Regions from separate parts of the Mus musculus genome. Here regions 2, 3, 4 and 5 are each linked to region 1. A link is a contact called in public Hi-C and HiChIP or PLAC-seq data. All regions are on one chromosome and are shown on one strand. The core of a region is the stretch at or near the end of the contact, and the rest is flanking DNA. Distances in the headings are between cores, read along the strand shown. Region 1 has its middle 48 kb from the start of Gm9733. Region 2 has its middle 99 kb from the start of Slc7a12. Region 3 holds the start of Ythdf3 (YTH N6-methyladenosine RNA binding protein 3). Region 4 has its middle 16 kb from the start of Gm5150. Region 5 holds the start of Sirpb1c (signal-regulatory protein beta 1C).

Evidence for each region. HiChIP or PLAC-seq counts read pairs in DNA pulled down with a chosen protein or histone mark. A called contact is a pair of places that touch in the nucleus more often than the background predicts.
Region 2: a contact with region 1 is called in a CTCF HiChIP or PLAC-seq map of large pre-B cells, with 5 times the contacts expected there. The contact joins two enhancer-like sites. A contact is called at or near these places in 1 of 15 datasets of contacts at CTCF or cohesin (large pre-B cells) and 1 of 115 datasets of contacts at active chromatin or transcription factors (large pre-B cells).
Region 3: a contact with region 1 is called in an H3K4me3 HiChIP or PLAC-seq map of bone marrow-derived macrophages, with 7 times the contacts expected there. The contact joins the promoter of Ythdf3 here to the enhancer-like site in region 1. A contact is called at or near these places in 2 of 39 promoter capture datasets (the C10 cell line and pre-B cells), 4 of 115 datasets of contacts at active chromatin or transcription factors (bone marrow-derived macrophages, large pre-B cells and pro-B cells) and 1 of 9 other capture datasets (liver).
Region 4: a contact with region 1 is called in a Hi-C map of bone marrow-derived macrophages, with 14 read pairs. The contact joins two enhancer-like sites. A contact is called at or near these places in 1 of 484 Hi-C or Micro-C datasets (bone marrow-derived macrophages) and 1 of 115 datasets of contacts at active chromatin or transcription factors (bone marrow-derived macrophages).
Region 5: a contact with region 1 is called in a Hi-C map of bone marrow-derived macrophages, with 16 read pairs. The contact joins the promoter of Sirpb1c here to the enhancer-like site in region 1. A contact is called at or near these places in 1 of 484 Hi-C or Micro-C datasets (bone marrow-derived macrophages), 1 of 115 datasets of contacts at active chromatin or transcription factors (bone marrow-derived macrophages) and 2 of 9 other capture datasets (adipose tissue and liver).

Annotation. Positions count from the first base shown.
Region 1 is chr3:15,282,941-15,285,917 of GRCm38.p6, reverse strand. No RefSeq gene overlaps it. Among named protein-coding and RNA genes, the nearest start is that of Gm9733, 48 kb to the left of the region's middle. Within about 2 kb of position 1,552, at least 71 of the 459 cell types and tissues checked have an H3K27ac peak or open chromatin away from gene starts, as enhancers often do. A contact at or near this core is called in adipose tissue, bone marrow-derived macrophages, pre-B cells and 1 more, where this site is marked.
Region 2 is chr3:14,380,346-14,383,322 of GRCm38.p6, reverse strand. No RefSeq gene overlaps it. Among named protein-coding and RNA genes, the nearest start is that of Slc7a12, 99 kb to the left of the region's middle. Within about 2 kb of position 1,397, at least 32 of the 459 cell types and tissues checked have an H3K27ac peak or open chromatin away from gene starts, as enhancers often do.
Region 3 is chr3:16,181,559-16,184,535 of GRCm38.p6, reverse strand. Ythdf3 (YTH N6-methyladenosine RNA binding protein 3) reads right to left here and starts at 1,371. Exons shown (of 5, transcript NM_001145919.2): 1 at 1,016-1,371; 2 at 590-614. The coding sequence starts at 1,039.
Region 4 is chr3:16,021,069-16,024,045 of GRCm38.p6, reverse strand. No RefSeq gene overlaps it. Among named protein-coding and RNA genes, the nearest start is that of Gm5150, 16 kb to the right of the region's middle. Within about 2 kb of position 1,590, at least 14 of the 459 cell types and tissues checked have an H3K27ac peak or open chromatin away from gene starts, as enhancers often do. A contact at or near this core is called in bone marrow-derived macrophages, where this site is marked.
Region 5 is chr3:15,847,059-15,850,035 of GRCm38.p6, reverse strand. It overlaps Sirpb1c (signal-regulatory protein beta 1C), which reads left to right and starts at 1,549. Exons shown (of 6, transcript NM_001173459.2): 1 at 1,549-1,695. The coding sequence starts at 1,623.

The DNA.
Region 1 (2,977 bases), core at 303-2,802:
TTTTCTGAGGAACCTACAGATTGACCTCCAGCATGGTTGTTTCAATTTTCAATCCCACCAGCAATGAAGGAATGTTCTCTTTCTTCACATTCTCATGAAAATGTGGTGCCACCTGAATTTTTCATCTTAGTTATTCTGATTGGTTTAAGGTGGAATCTCAGCATCATTTTTATCTGCATTTCCCTGATCATTAAGGACTTTGAATATTTCTTTAAGTGCTACTCTGCCATGGGAGATTCCTCTTTGTGAATTCTCTGTTTAGGCACTCCCTTGGTTTGACCTTAGGGACCCTGGGTTTCCTCCTTGAGAGGTGTCCTTGGCACATCACTTAGGCTTTAGAAAGTTGTGTGCAGCATACTGAGACCCGCTATTCTGACGCATAAGAGACTGTTATATGCCAGCTTGCTGTTCTAACATTTCTATCAAGGGAAAAATCACAAATATTTTTGGTTGTTTTAAAGCCTATACTTGGTATTTCAGATGCCAATACCCATATCAAAACAATTAAAGGAATCTGGAGCCAAGATTTCTTTCAGTTTGGTAGGTAATTCTAAAGATAGCCAGGTAAACAGCCAGCAATCTTTGCCAGGGTTTAGTCTCAATAAGAGTTGGGGGTAATCAAAGACTAGAGATACCTGATAGGTAAATAACAAAACACATTGACTGAGAAGCTGACAGGCTTGTTCATTTCCATGAGATCTTTCTGAACTCAGGAGTCAGAATACTCATATAGATGTGACTCAGCCTCAGTCTTTTATTGAAATCACAAAAGGAGGTTGGGTTACAACGTTCACTGGTGCGGTGGGTAAATGCTTCTCTATTTTCTTGTGCCAATATTTTCTTGTGATACAGAGTAGTACAGATTTAGAACAGAAAAAAGGGAACCATAAAATCTCAAACACAAGTTTTGCAGGAAGCACTTTTTTTTATATATATTTCCCCAACCACTAGTCCCCAGTGAGGTTGGGGTGGGGGGCAGCGGTATTGCAGTTGCAGTCAGTATCTTCAGACATGTGTGGGACAGTATTGTTTTATAAAAGGGCAAAAATGAGGTCATCCTGATAACCTTGCAGTCTTCAGGACTCTCTACCTGTCTATCTAGAAAAACATTCTCACTTGACCTGTATGGAGAATTCCTACAGGGCTACTATCATCCTCCCTGAACCCAAGGAAGCCATTGCTGACTTTCTGGGAAATATTTGTATGCTATTCCATCCTCAGTTTTGTAATAAAAAATGTCCTGTTTTTAATATGCAGAACTGAGACTAAGACTGGGGGAACAGCTGCAGATTTACTCATCTCTGCCCGCAGCTCTAGGTTACTTTCATTTCCATCTCGAGCGAGTGACTGTAACACACATTTCTCTCAAATTCATGAACAAATTTCACTTTAATACTATCAGTAACATCTAGTTTTTGGATATTAAGCAGCCTCCTACTAGGTCTTGCCAGGTCACCAAATAATGAAGGAAGAAGGAAAGAGAAGGAACAGTAAATAGATAAGGAGAATGATACGTACTAATAATGGTTGCAGGAAAAACATCACGAGGTACCTGCGACAAGGGCCTCTCAGTGCTCATACTGGCACCCAGAAGAGGCCATACCTCATGTTCTGAGACACAGTACCCCCAGCAGTTTTTTTTTCCTCGTCATCAGGGGTCCTAGGCATCTCAAGCTTAATGTGGCATGTCTCCAACAAATCTCAACTAAACTTCATTAATATCTAAGGCCTAGAGAGGGAAAGTGAAAAGTACAACATCACATGCCCCCTTAGTAACACAGTTCACAGTGATAAACCTTTCCTAAAGGTCAGTATGTTGTATAACTTTACTACTTCTGTAGAGCCGATCTATATACTGTGCTAGCAGGAAGTAGGTATCAAGTGTGGGCCCTGTGTAGAAGGTCTTTTCTGGGTACTTGACAAAGAGTAGCAATGCCTGGATGTATATCTAGGCATTCCTTCCTCTCTCCCGAAAACTACTACAAATCTGATGCTCTTATGACCCTGATATTACCATTATAGTATGTGTATGGTTTCTCTTTCCTCAAGAAATACCTAGCAGGGACAATGGCTGTCATCATCATAGAAAGGAAACTGAGGAGTCCGCAGAGAGTAAGGTTTTTCTCATTCCATGGCTTCCTGATGCCACAGTCTTAGCACTTGGGTAGTCATAGCACTCTGGAAAAGTGGGCACTGGAACCACATTCTGTAGAAATAGAAACTAAGGGTCAGGTTGAACAAGTTATCTGCCTTATTACAACCATGATATGCTGACTGGTTTTTGGTGTCTTGCTATGGCAGGTAATACACGGAGGCCCAGGCTTTCCTTCTTAAGGATCTCTGATCAACACCATGCTACAGATGATATTGAGACTGAAACAGAGACTGTTTCATCTTGCTTGACCTGTCTCAGAGGCCATGTTCTGTGCCCTCCGTTTCATTTCCCACAGAAACCAACTATCCTTACACTGAGCCCTGCCACTTATATCACTCTACTTCCCCCCATGCACACCCCCAATCAGACATGAGGTATTCTCTGCCAAATGTCTACTTTAGGTAGCTTTGGGCATAACAGGCTTTGTTCCAGGGGCCTCAGGCGCCTGAAGAAACTCATTTATTTAATTCTTCTTCACATTTTTGAGACTGTATGCAGGAGGCAGTTCTATTCTGTGGCTGCTGCTCAGAGAATACGCTATGCAGAAATAATTGCATGTATGCTGTGTTAATTAATGAGGGAGAGTGCTGTAGTGATCTCTTACCTATTTCTTACCATCTCACAAGTCCAGTGCTCTTTATGAACCTCAGGGTCTTCTTCTCTAAGGGAAGAAGTAACCTCTCTCCCATAGAACATGCTTATAAAAAATGAAATAACAAAGATATGATACATAGTGGCACTCCTTCCACCTACATTATCATCAAGATCACCATTCATTATAACGAATGGCATGGCAGAAAAGGCTAGTATCACTAATAAGCT
Region 2 (2,977 bases), core at 148-2,647, 900 kb after region 1:
TGAATTTTTTTTTTCATTTAGGAATGGAGAGCAACCCATGTCAGAGTACCCCAAAGTCTAGAGTTTGCCTGACCTCCTTAGGCATCAAGTTCCCTCTTTGATGGGCAAGGAAGATCCTAATGAATTCCTGAACAAGCATTTACATTTATCAGTCATCCAGATCTTGGATTAGTCAATTCTGGGTCTAACCTTGGGTCGGGTAGCTGGGATGGACACTTTTTGATGCAGCATAGCCCAGGGTAGAGCTGTGTTCTAGCCACTCCTGAGGGTTCCTCTGAACCCCACGTCCTCATTCCTCTCCAGCGCAGACACAGACCCTTCTCCTATCACCCCATCTTTCTCTAGTAACCTTCATTATCTTGCCCAGCCCATCCAGGCCCCAAGGTAAGGAGCAGAGGGGAGAAGGGGAAGGGCTGGGCCTTGATGCTCCCCAAGACGGAAGGGACAAGGCTGTACATCGATTCTCTGCAAGGGCTGTAGGCATGGGCTGTTGAAGCTGATTTATCATCTGATCAATAAAGCAATTTAGAACTGAACTCTTTCCTCATCTGTCTGTGGGGGTCCTAGGGACCCAGGGAGCCAGGGCTGGATTTGGCAAGGCCTAGTTGAAATGAACCAAAGGCAATCACTCTGGAGTTTTCTAAGGTCTGTTTACTTTGTGGTATTGGTTCTAAGGAAACCAAATGATCAAAGGCCACCACCTTCCCCTATTTGCCCTCCACCCCATCTCAGGATGCGGGGATTTTGTGGACTTGGCTTTTGAAAGGCTCAGTTATGTCCTGACAATGTACTCAGCACTTCAGCTTTTGCAAAGCCCCTTGTAAAGAGAAATTCAGCTAGAGGACTTTTTGTATCAACTCCAGAGATCTCACTTCTTGGAAGTGTGTGTGTGTGTGTGTGTGTGTGTGTGTGTGTGTGTGTGTGTGTGTGTGTGTGTATGGTGGGGAGAGGCAGCTAGCCATCTGCTTTTCTGCTAGGGCCTCACAACCAGCTGTACGGAAGAGCAGGCTTGGAAAATAGGCTTGTCTGAAGGGTTGTAGTGTTGTTCATCTTAGGTACACCTACTGTACCCAGAGCTATGCTGTGTCAATCCATGAAAATGCGCCCTCACTGAGTTTTTCAAAACAGTGAGTGGAATTTAACCAATAGGTTTTATGCTTTTATTAGCCAGAGGATCAGGCCAGCAATGCTCCAACATTGGACCTACAACACCTGCCCAACAGCTGGAGATCAAAGAGTGTTAGCCCTAAGTGGCCCTGACAATTCTCAAACATGGCTCAAGACCTACAGGAAATTCTCAGGGAGGTTTGTGCGCAGAGGACAATGGTTTATTCCATAAACACAAATGGATCCTCCTACCTGGACGGGACACACAGAATACCATGATCCAAAGGTGGAGACAGGCTGCCCTCTGCTGGCTGCGGAGGCCCAGCACAGTACCATCAGGCCAGCCCTAGTACTCTGTCTCACTTTTCCCCATTGACCTTCTCACAATCACGCAGTGCAGAAGGGACTTCACACATCATTTATTTATACACAGTGAAGCTCGGGTACCAGCAGATGGCCGTAATTGCGTAGGGCGTGGGGAGCCACAGAGATTTGCAGGCGTCGAGTTTGCTCTGTACGGATCGACACCAGGTGGCGCTGTGGGGTCAAGGCCAAAGGCAGCCACTCCGTTTTTCTTTTTCTTTTTTAAATTTCATGTTATTTTTGTTAGCTACTCCCGTTCTGCTGTGGGTGTTGATGACCCAGTGCTTCCGCGAGCACATCTAATGTCCCCGGAAAGAGGTGTGCTCTAACACTGACCTGTGGCATACCAAAGCACAAGAATGACCCAAAGGAGAGAAACTGACAGAGTCCCCCTTTTTTTCCATTTAAGGGCGACCTGGACATGGTCCAGGATGCCCGTAGGGGAAAGAATGGCATAAAGGACTCCCAGTTGCATGAGTGTCCTGGCCGTTTAGGTGTGGTGGAAGAAAGCTGCCTGTTCTGATGGAAGTCGTGGCTCCATCAGTCTTCCTTCAAGACCACAAGTCTGGGTCATCTAAAAGGGTGGCTTCCATGGGACATCAGTCTTCAGAGATGAGGGAGAATGTGTTTGGAGATTAAGGCAGGAAGAACGTGAGTTCAAAGCCAATCTTGCTACAGAATAACCTTGCTACAAAAATGTGTGTGTGTGTGTGTGTGTGTGTGTGTGTGTTGCTATTAGATGTTTAAGTAATCCCCAAATCAAGAGTACATACTTTGTGAAGCTACAGTCCCCAACATCCTTAGGCCCTGGTAAGGGTGGGGGTAGTTTGAGAAATAGAACACAGACCCTTGGGAACCAGTCATTGGATGGTTCTAACTCCCTTCCTCCAGTCCCTGGTCCTGCCTTCAAACACACACACACACACACACACACACACACACACACACACACACACACACACCTGTTACTAAAACCATTGCAGGGTGTGGAGGGATGCTTTTAAAATAGATCCCAGATCCACCCTATAGATTCTGATCAGGTCGGGATGGGACATGGGAAACTATTTGAAAAGTGCTTGCCTGAGATGATGCTCATACTGGAGCCCTTGGAGTCTATGCCAGCTTTGCCAGCCTTGCCAGTTGGTCTTACAGCAAGGGAGCCCTTCCCTCTGCAGCTCACTTGCCTTAGGACTAATGGTTACAGGAACTTCTGGAGCTGTTTGTAACCAGTTGTTATGAGTAGAGAGGACTTATTTGAACTTTCTGTTTCTGTTCTCCAGAGTCCATGAGAACAGGTTTAGACTTCTCTCACCTAACATCTTGCAAAGCTTTGAAAACAGCTGTCCTCCAGTCTGACTGGGCTCGCTCCTCTTTAACCCCATCCCCACAGAGATACTTGAAGCCTTGAGGGTCCTTTTTATTAGTTGAAGAAGAAAGAGGAGTTTTCAGTGTAGCTCCTGGAAGAGCACTTAGCAGGCATGTGTGAGGCCTTGGATTCAATCCTCAG
Region 3 (2,977 bases), core at 122-2,621, 900 kb before region 1:
AAATAGCAAATCATATAACACTAGCAATAACTGCACAAATAATTTCCTTCTCGGGCTTTTGTAAGAAACCAGATCGAGACACGCCTTCCAATCAGAGCGCTGCTGTAAGATTACATACTTGTTAGGAGTTCTATAGTGGTGTTGTCTCCTTGCAAGCAACTTCACTGATTCTATTCAGTGATTGGGGCATGATTTTCACCCAATGTGGCATAGAACGCCATGTGATTTGCCAAGTTTAAATGTAATCCCGAAATTTCAAACAGAATGCTGTTCACTTTAAAAACTTATCCAACTATACACAAATGTAGAAAAAAGTATGACCTAAGTTATGTAACAAACATAAATGGTAAACTGAAGAAATAACATTACGTTCATTGAAATACAACCAAGACAGCTGTTTCTTCTTAGTACTTCGGTTTCTACAAACCCAGGAGCTAAGTAAATGTTGTCTGTTAGCTGCGTTGGATGTTTTTCTATCCTTTATATTTAGAAAGAAGTGCAAAAACAAGAAAGAAACCGCTTACAGTTTTTTTTAAAAAAAAATCACATCAAGGGAACACCTAAGGGGAAAACAAACAAACAAACTCACCTTTATTTCCTTGCCCTTTAGGTCTCTGAAGCAAGACGACAGAGGTGGTAAAGAGGGGGAGGGGGAAGAAAAGTGCGTTAAACAGAGCCACTGCAAACAAGTTCTTCAGAACAATCCGCGTAGGTGTGAACCCCACCAGATCCTCCGCAACCTCTCCGCCCGGCCGCCTCCCGCCGCCTCTCCGCCTCGCCTCCGGCACCCGCCAGCTCCGGGCCCCGCGGCGGCCGCCGGGACCTCCGGGCCTGTGGTCACGGGCGCCGGCCGCAGACTCAGCCGCCCGCGCTCAGGCCGGCCTGGGCAGCAGCCCCGACAACCGGGACCCGCGGCGCCGTTACGGAGCTAGCGGCGGCTAGAGGAGCCGCGCCGCACGCGAGGGTGGAGCTCTGCAGCTCCGGCCTTCGCCGAGCCGGGGCCCTGCTCCCTCACCTGATCCACGCTAGTGGCTGACATTCTTCACCGTAACCCGAGAGGAACCGCCGCCGCCGCCGCCGCTGCCTGGGCCTCGCCGAGAGCACTCACAGCAGTCGACTACCGCCCTCGCGAAGCTCTGCTCCGGCCTCCGCCGCCGCCGCTCTCGCAGGCTCCAGGGAGAGGGCTCACGCTCGGGAGTCGCGGAAGGGGCCCGAGCTCGCCGCCTGCACACTGCTCGTCCCCGCTCGTCCTCCGATCCTCGGGCCCACAATGGCGGACAGGCGCCTCAGCCCCACTTCCGCTCCGGGCCGTCCTGACCTTCCGCTATCCAGTCTGACGTCCACGCACACCTCGCAGTTCCTCCCCCACTCCCGCCACGGCCTCGGGCTCCGCCCCCGCCGTGCACGTCATCGGAGAGGGGAGGGGGGCAGAGACCCGGAGGCGCAGCTGTACTTTAGACGCATGCGCGGTACCGTGAGCGTTGGGCTCGGGCGTTGTTAGCCTGGAGGCTACAGAAGCGGTCCAGCAGCGCCTGTCCGCTCAGCCACCACCGGGCGTGCGTGCGTGCGTGCGGGGTGCGGGAGCACGCTCTCAATGAATGCTTTCTAACTCTCTACTGGGATGGGGTTGGTTTTTATTGAATAAAATAGCCTTCGGAAAGAGAAACAGTTGCAAGACTGCTGCCCCTCCCGAAAAAAAGAAAATGTTAAAATGTCCCTAGAAACTGGTAATGTTACTTTCTTACCTGTTGGCAAAAACAAAGAAAGTCAGTCCAATTATAATTTTGGCATTTTTATTGAATTTCCTTCCCAAGTAAGATTTCTTTACAGGTGTGGTGTAGTGTGCATTCCTAACTAGCCAAATCCTTTTAAAACCTCCCAGTTTAAGTGCTAACCTATGAAGCAGGAAATTAGGAAAATCACAGTTTTCTATATGTAGTACCACAATATTTTAGAATCACTGTGTCAAGATTGCTTCTCATGCAAATCCTCAAAAGGCAATTTTAGGTGTGGTCAACCCAAATCCCTTTCTCTTGTGTTCCTTCTGTTCGGACCCTGAGCTGCAAATCAGTCCATTTCCCAAGGTCCCCCTTATTCTACATTGCTCTACCTAGCTCCCACTCCCAAAAACATTTTTGGTTTTCAAGGAGTTTGTCGGAAGAGGAATTGAGGCTGGAAAGTTGAAAGTGCATAGCGAAAACTAATAGAAAAGGCTTGCAGGCCTTGACTTTACTCCTATCTGAGAAGCATGGCTTTGGAATTCCACGAATCTCAGTTTGAATTCTTACCTAGCAATGATTAGTTTATAACCTTGGAGAAGTCTCTTAACCTAAACCTTGGCGTCATGAGTAAACTAAGGCCTGACATACATAATCAGCCACTTCTTGTTTCTTCACTGAGTGAGTCCCCGCATCAAAACTGTAACTCAGTGAGTACTCCTGAAATGTCAGGCAATATAATTGATTAAATAGTCACAGTATCTTGTGTGATAACTGCTGCTACAAAAATTGAAGGCTGGGTGAGGGAGCACATACCTTTAAACTCAGCACTTGAGGGTGGATCTCTGTGAGTTTGAGGCTAGCCTGATCTATATGAGTTCCAGGACAGCCAAGGCTACGTTTCAAAAATTAAAAATTTTTTAAAACCTCATTCTGTAGCCGAGGCTGTCCTCGAACTCAGAAATCAGCCTGCCTCAGCCTCCGAGTGCTGGGATTAAAGGTATGCGCCACCACTGCCTGGCTCCAAAGTAAGTTTAAGAAATAGTCCAAGGCCAGCAAAATGGCTGGGCAGATAAGGGCACTTACACCAAAAACTGACAACATGAGTTCTATACCTGGAACCCACGTGATAGGAGAGAACCACTCCTGAAAATGTTTTTCCGATCCCCGTGTGTGTGCCCCTGGGATCACCTCTAGAACACTCCATCAGTGCCGCAGAGGTGGCTGTTCTCCTTCCAGCCATCATCACAACCCCACCA
Region 4 (2,977 bases), core at 341-2,840, 740 kb before region 1:
AGACCTGAGTCTGTGGGGGTCAAAGGTATTCAAACAACTGAAAGGCTTATACTGATGTGTTGGTTACTTTTTTATTGCTGATATAAACACCATGAACAAGTAAAAATATAAAAGAAAGAAATTACATTGGCTTATCGTTCCAAAGATTAAGAGTTTATGATAATGGACTAAAGACAGCAGCAGGAACCACTGAGTGCTCACACTCCAGAGCTTTAAGCAGGAGATAGACTACATGTTAGGAATGTCATGAGTCTTTTGAAACCTAAAGCCCACTCCCAGTGATACACCTTCTAACCCTTCACAAATAGTTCCATGAACTGCCAATTATTTAAACATATTAGTCACAGGGACAATTCTCATTCAAACTATCACAACTGGCATAGAAATAGGGCACATAGCTCTTTGAGGAAGGTCATGGGCCATCATATTCATTCTTTTCCAAGATTGCTGCTCCAGAACCCAACCTGGGATGCTAGACCGAGGTGAACAGGGCTCTTGTCTTTTACCTCTAATGTAAGTAGTAATTTCCATTCCGCCATCACATGGAAGAAATGCCCCTTGGTATTGCAAACTTTATATGCCCCAGTACAGGGGAATGCCAGGGCCACAAGTTGGGGGTGGGTGGGTGGGGGATCAGGGCAGGGGGAGGGCATAGGGGACTTTTGGGATAGCATTTGAAATATAAATGAAGAAAATATCTAATAAAAATAATTCTTTATAGTAAACACAAAGACAATGTTTGGAGCAGAGACTGAAGGAATGTGTATCCAGACACTGCCCCACCTGGGGATCCATCCCATAAACAACCACTGAACCCAGACACTATTGCAGATACCAACATGAACTTTCTGACAGGAGACTGATATAGCTGTCTTCTGAGGAGCTCTGCCTGTGCTTGACTAATATAAAAGTGGATGCTCACAGCCATCCAATTGGACTGACCACAAGATCCCCAATGGAGGAGCTAGAGGAAGGACTCAAGGAGCTGAAGAGGTTTGCAGCCCCATAGGAGGAACAACAATATGAACTAACCAGTAACTCCAGAGCTCCCTGGGACTAAACCACCAATCAAAGAAAACACCCGGAAGGACTCGTGGCTCTAGCTGCATATGTAGCAGAGGATGGCCAAGTTGGTCATCAATGGGAGGAGAGGCCCTGGTCCTGTGAATGTTCTATACCACAGTATGGGGGAATGCCTGGGCCAGGAAATCGGGGTTGGGGAGCAGGAGGACAGGGGAGGGGATAGGGGATTCTCAGAGGGGAAACTTGGAAAGGGGATAACATTTGAAATGTAAGTAAGAAAATATCTAATAAAAAATAACAGGTAGTCAGTGCTGAATTTGAGTATGGTTAGTCTTTGAATCCCCCCCCCCCCCATTCTTTCTTTTTCCAACTTTCTGAGTCTCAGTCTCTCTCTGATTCCCAGATTGGCCTTGAACTGGAACTGAGAGTTAAGACCACACTTTGTGACAAAATTACTTTCAGCAAAATGACATTTGCATCATTATCACTCTGAGGTACACTGCACCCAGTGAGTCAGTTCCAAAGAAGTGGGTGGGGCTGCCTGGCTCAAAACTTAGGAAACTCTGTTAGCCTCCTGCCACATCGAGGCTGGCATGCAGGTTAGTGACATGACTTAAGATGCAATGTTTCTGGCAATACTCAGCTATCATCCTTTCTTAGTTAGCTTCCTCATTTTGTCCTCTGTCCTCTATTTCCTTCCTCATCTCATATCAGTCTTCTCACTGAATGCTGCTGCTCTGAGAAGCTATATCATTAATTTACTTTCCTAATGCTTATGTTACCTTGGAAAGGTGCCACAGGCTATTGGCAAAAACCACAGACATCCATTTCCTCACAATTCTGGAGCCTGGAAGTCCAGGGTCAAAGTCTCCACAAAACTATTTTCTTCTGTGCTTTCTCTTCTAAGTTGCACTTTTTTCCTATGTCTTCATACAATCTTATTTCATCCTATGTCTGTGGATCTTGTCCATGTCTTGAAAGGAAACCAGTTACATTGGGTCAGGATTCATACAAATGACCTCAGCAGACCCTTGCCTATTGAAAAACTCTCTACCAAACACAGTTACATTATTTGTTACTGTGATTTCGGCATTGATATGTAGAGTACAAACAATTCATCTATAATAGGTCCCCACACATCCCTTGCCTTCTTGGTCTTTCCATGTAGCCTTATTTTCTTTCTTATGAAAAGCAGGATTATTGACATGCTCTGATTAGTTCCTGCTCATGATTCCTGAGTGGCTGTTTATGCCATATAAGGAATGCTCCAAACTTGTCCTTGTGAATTGATCTGTGTGTTTTCTTTCAGTATTGTTTTATTATAGGTGCCTCCAAGCAATGACTTGCCAAATACCTAAGAAAAATTGAACTTTGCTTCTTGGCCTTCACCAATGCCCCAGGTAGCCCTTGAGCCAACCCTGGGCTTGGAATTCAGTAATAATGTTGCCTATTCATTGACATTCAGAATTGCCTCTAATATTGTAAGAAAGGTAGTGAAAGAAATCAGGCATTACTATCTACTACACAGAGTTAGTAATCTCAGGGCAAGCTTAGAGAAGTAAGTTTAGAATTCTTATTATAGTTATGTATGACAGACTACATTACTTATTAGTAGGAAGTCTACCCACACAATCACTTAGAATAAAAGGCAAGACACTCACATATACAGGAATTTACAATGGTTTAGGAAGCAGATTGGGTTGTGGTTTTAGGAGGAACTAAAGTATTGCATTATTCATGAGAAAGTTAGCTATAGCAGAACTCCCTAATTAGAACCATGACTTGGGCATGAAAGCCCTTGCCCCAGGAGTGTAAAGACCTCTCACCTGGCTTCTAAGAATATAGCGGACCTTAGATAGAGCTGACTTTGTCTCAGTTGTTTTATTGTCCAGTTCCTGGCAGTCTTTATGTTTGCATTCCTCTGTTTTCTGTGAGAGTCATTAAGCATTTGGTA
Region 5 (2,977 bases), core at 300-2,799, 560 kb before region 1:
ATTAAGATTTGCACACACTGAAATTCCAAATCAAATAGTATTGATTGATTGATTCATTCATTCATTGATTCATTCATTTTATTGGTTGTTTAATTTTTTGCAATTCAAATGGTATCCTGCTTTCATTTCCCCTCCACAATTCTTCCATCACATCCCCCTCCCCTGCCTCTATGAGGAGGCTCCCCTACCCACCCACCTTCCACCTCAGCACCCTAGTATTCCCATACGCTGGGTCATTGGGCCCCCACAGGACCAAATGGCTACCATCCCATTGATGTCTGATAAGCAGGGACTAAACCACCAACCAAAGAGTACACATGGGAGGATTCACGGCTACAGCTGGATATGTAGCAGAGGATTGCCGTATCTGGCAATCAGCTCTTATATATGCATTACAGGAAATAAATTGTATCTTGAGGCTTAGCTTTCCTGCTCATTAACCTACAAACATATCTGAGATTGATGAAGGCACTTATACCCCTCTTTCCCTAGTTCCTATCTCCATAGAGTAAGAATTGAAATATCTTATTTCTTTCTAAAATGGACTCTGACATCATTGTGTCACTATGTCCTCCCTGGCTCCAAAAATAAGCTATTTAATATTCTTTGCAGTTTACCATTTCAAACTCCATTAAGCATATAATTACTAAAGTGTTCCAATTTGCTATCTAGAAGAAATCAAAATGATATGACTGAATACCCTGCCAAAGACAATTTAAGAGATCATGGGTTTTTTTGGGCTTAGAACTCCAAATAACAGTTCTCCATTGCAAAGACGTCAGGGTGGCAAGATCTTGACTCAGGATGTCACATTATATCCACAGACAGCAGCAGAGACCAATGTATTAATGCATGCATGCTAGTATTCTACTGGCTCTATTTTACACTTCAAGATGCTCTATGTAGGACAATATTTGACACAAAATTAAGATGAGTTTTCCCAAATCAGTTAACTTGAGATAATCCCTTACAGATGGGCTAAGATATAGTCAGACTTCAACAATTTCTCACTGATGTCTCTTGTGGCTTCCTTCTTCTGTGAGAAGTTGGCAATTGATACTAATTATAACATAATTTACTGTGCTTGTGTAGCAAAAAGATTCCTAAGTTTCTCTTGGACTACATTTACTGATATCAGTAAAGGACATCCAAGGGATCATTCCCAGAGAACCACTGGTTTATTCCAGCATTGGGCTGATCTTACAAATATTATATGAGATAGAACTTTATGTGACACTGAAAAAGAATATGACACAAATCAACAACATCTAGTATCTTAGGTGTTTGGGAAACATTCTTTTGTACTGGATTCTAACTGGTGTGTTACCAAGACAAGACACTCGAGACAACATGGCACAAGCTCAGGGTCAAAAGAAGGAGAAAGGATTATGTTATGCATATCTGAGTCCCTCTAAAAACAAATGGTAAATCTGAACTCCTTCCCTGAAGCTGTATGCAACACTGTTTAGCTATTTCAAAATAAGCAGTATGGTTCCTGTTTTCACATAACATTGAAGTGATCTTTATGCAGAACAAGTCACAATACTTCCTTTCTCTACGTGTAAGAACCTGAGATCTCATGAGAACTGATTCTGGTCCCAACAGGGTTCTTAACACCAACCATGCTTCTCCTAGATGCCTGGACCCACATTCCTCACTGTGTCCTGCTGTTGATCCTGCTTCTGGGACTTAAAGGTGAGCATGCCCCAACAATAGAATCATCTCCCTGCTTCAGAGCTACTCTTACCATTGAAAGTAAAGGATTCCAGTTAATTATCTGAACTGTCACAGGAGAGGTAAGAATATTGTCTCACATAATAGAGCCAGAATTTTGAGCACTGCCTGAACTGGAATGTGAGCTTATAGCTTTGATACATTGAGTAGAAATGATTCATCTATAACAGTTTTCCACATATCCCTGCTCTTCATGACCCTCTCCAGTGAGCTTTAGTTCCTTCTATTTGTTTCAAACAGGACTAGTAATAACCTGCATGGTGCCAGTATGTTGTCAGGTTTTTCTTTTTCTTTTCTTTCTTTTTATTTATTGATTATTTTATTTATTTACTTTTCAAATATTATCTGTCTTCCAAGATTCCCCTTTGTAAACCCCTATACCACTCCCCCCAGCTTGTATGAGGGTGCTCCCAAACCCACCCACCCACCCACTCCCATCTCACGACCCTTGCATTCCCCTACACTGGTCCATCAAGCCTCCGTAAGACCAAGAGGCTCCCCTCCCATTGATATCAGATAAGGCAATCCTCTGCTGTATAAGCAGCTAGAGCTATGTGTCCCTCCTTGTGTATTCTTTGGGTGGCGGTTTAGTCCTTGGGAGCTCTGGGATTGGGGAGCTCTGGTTTGTTGAAATTGCTGTTCTACCTATAGGGTTGCAAACCCCTCCAGCTTCAACAGTCCTTCCCCTAACTCCTCCATTGTGGGTCCCTGTGCTCAGTCCAATGTTTGTGAGCATCCTCATACATATTGGTTAGGCTCTGACAGAGCCTCTCAGGGGACAGCTATAACAGGCTCCTGTCAGCAAGCACTTCTTGGCATTAGCAGTAGTGTCTAGGTTTGATGTCTGCAGATGGGATGGATTACTAGGTAGGGCAGTCTCTGGATAGCCTTCCCTTTAGTTTCTGCTCCATTCTTTATCCCTGCAGGACAGGGACAATTCTTTGTTAATATTTTTGAGATGGGTGGGTTGCCAATCCCTCAACTGGGGGCTGTGCCTAACCTCTGGATATAGTCTCTACAGGTTCTCACCTTTGTTGGGTATTTCAGCTTATGCCATTCCTACTGGGTCTTGAGAGCCTCTTGCATTCCTGGAATCTGGCACTTTCAACTGGCTACACCCAGTTCTCCATTTGCTGTTGCTTCACATATCCTTTCGTTTTCCTGACCCTCTGTATTTCTACTCCTATACCCAATCCTGTCACTTTTTCCCTCTTCCTCCTCCTCCTCCTCCTCTACCTCCTCC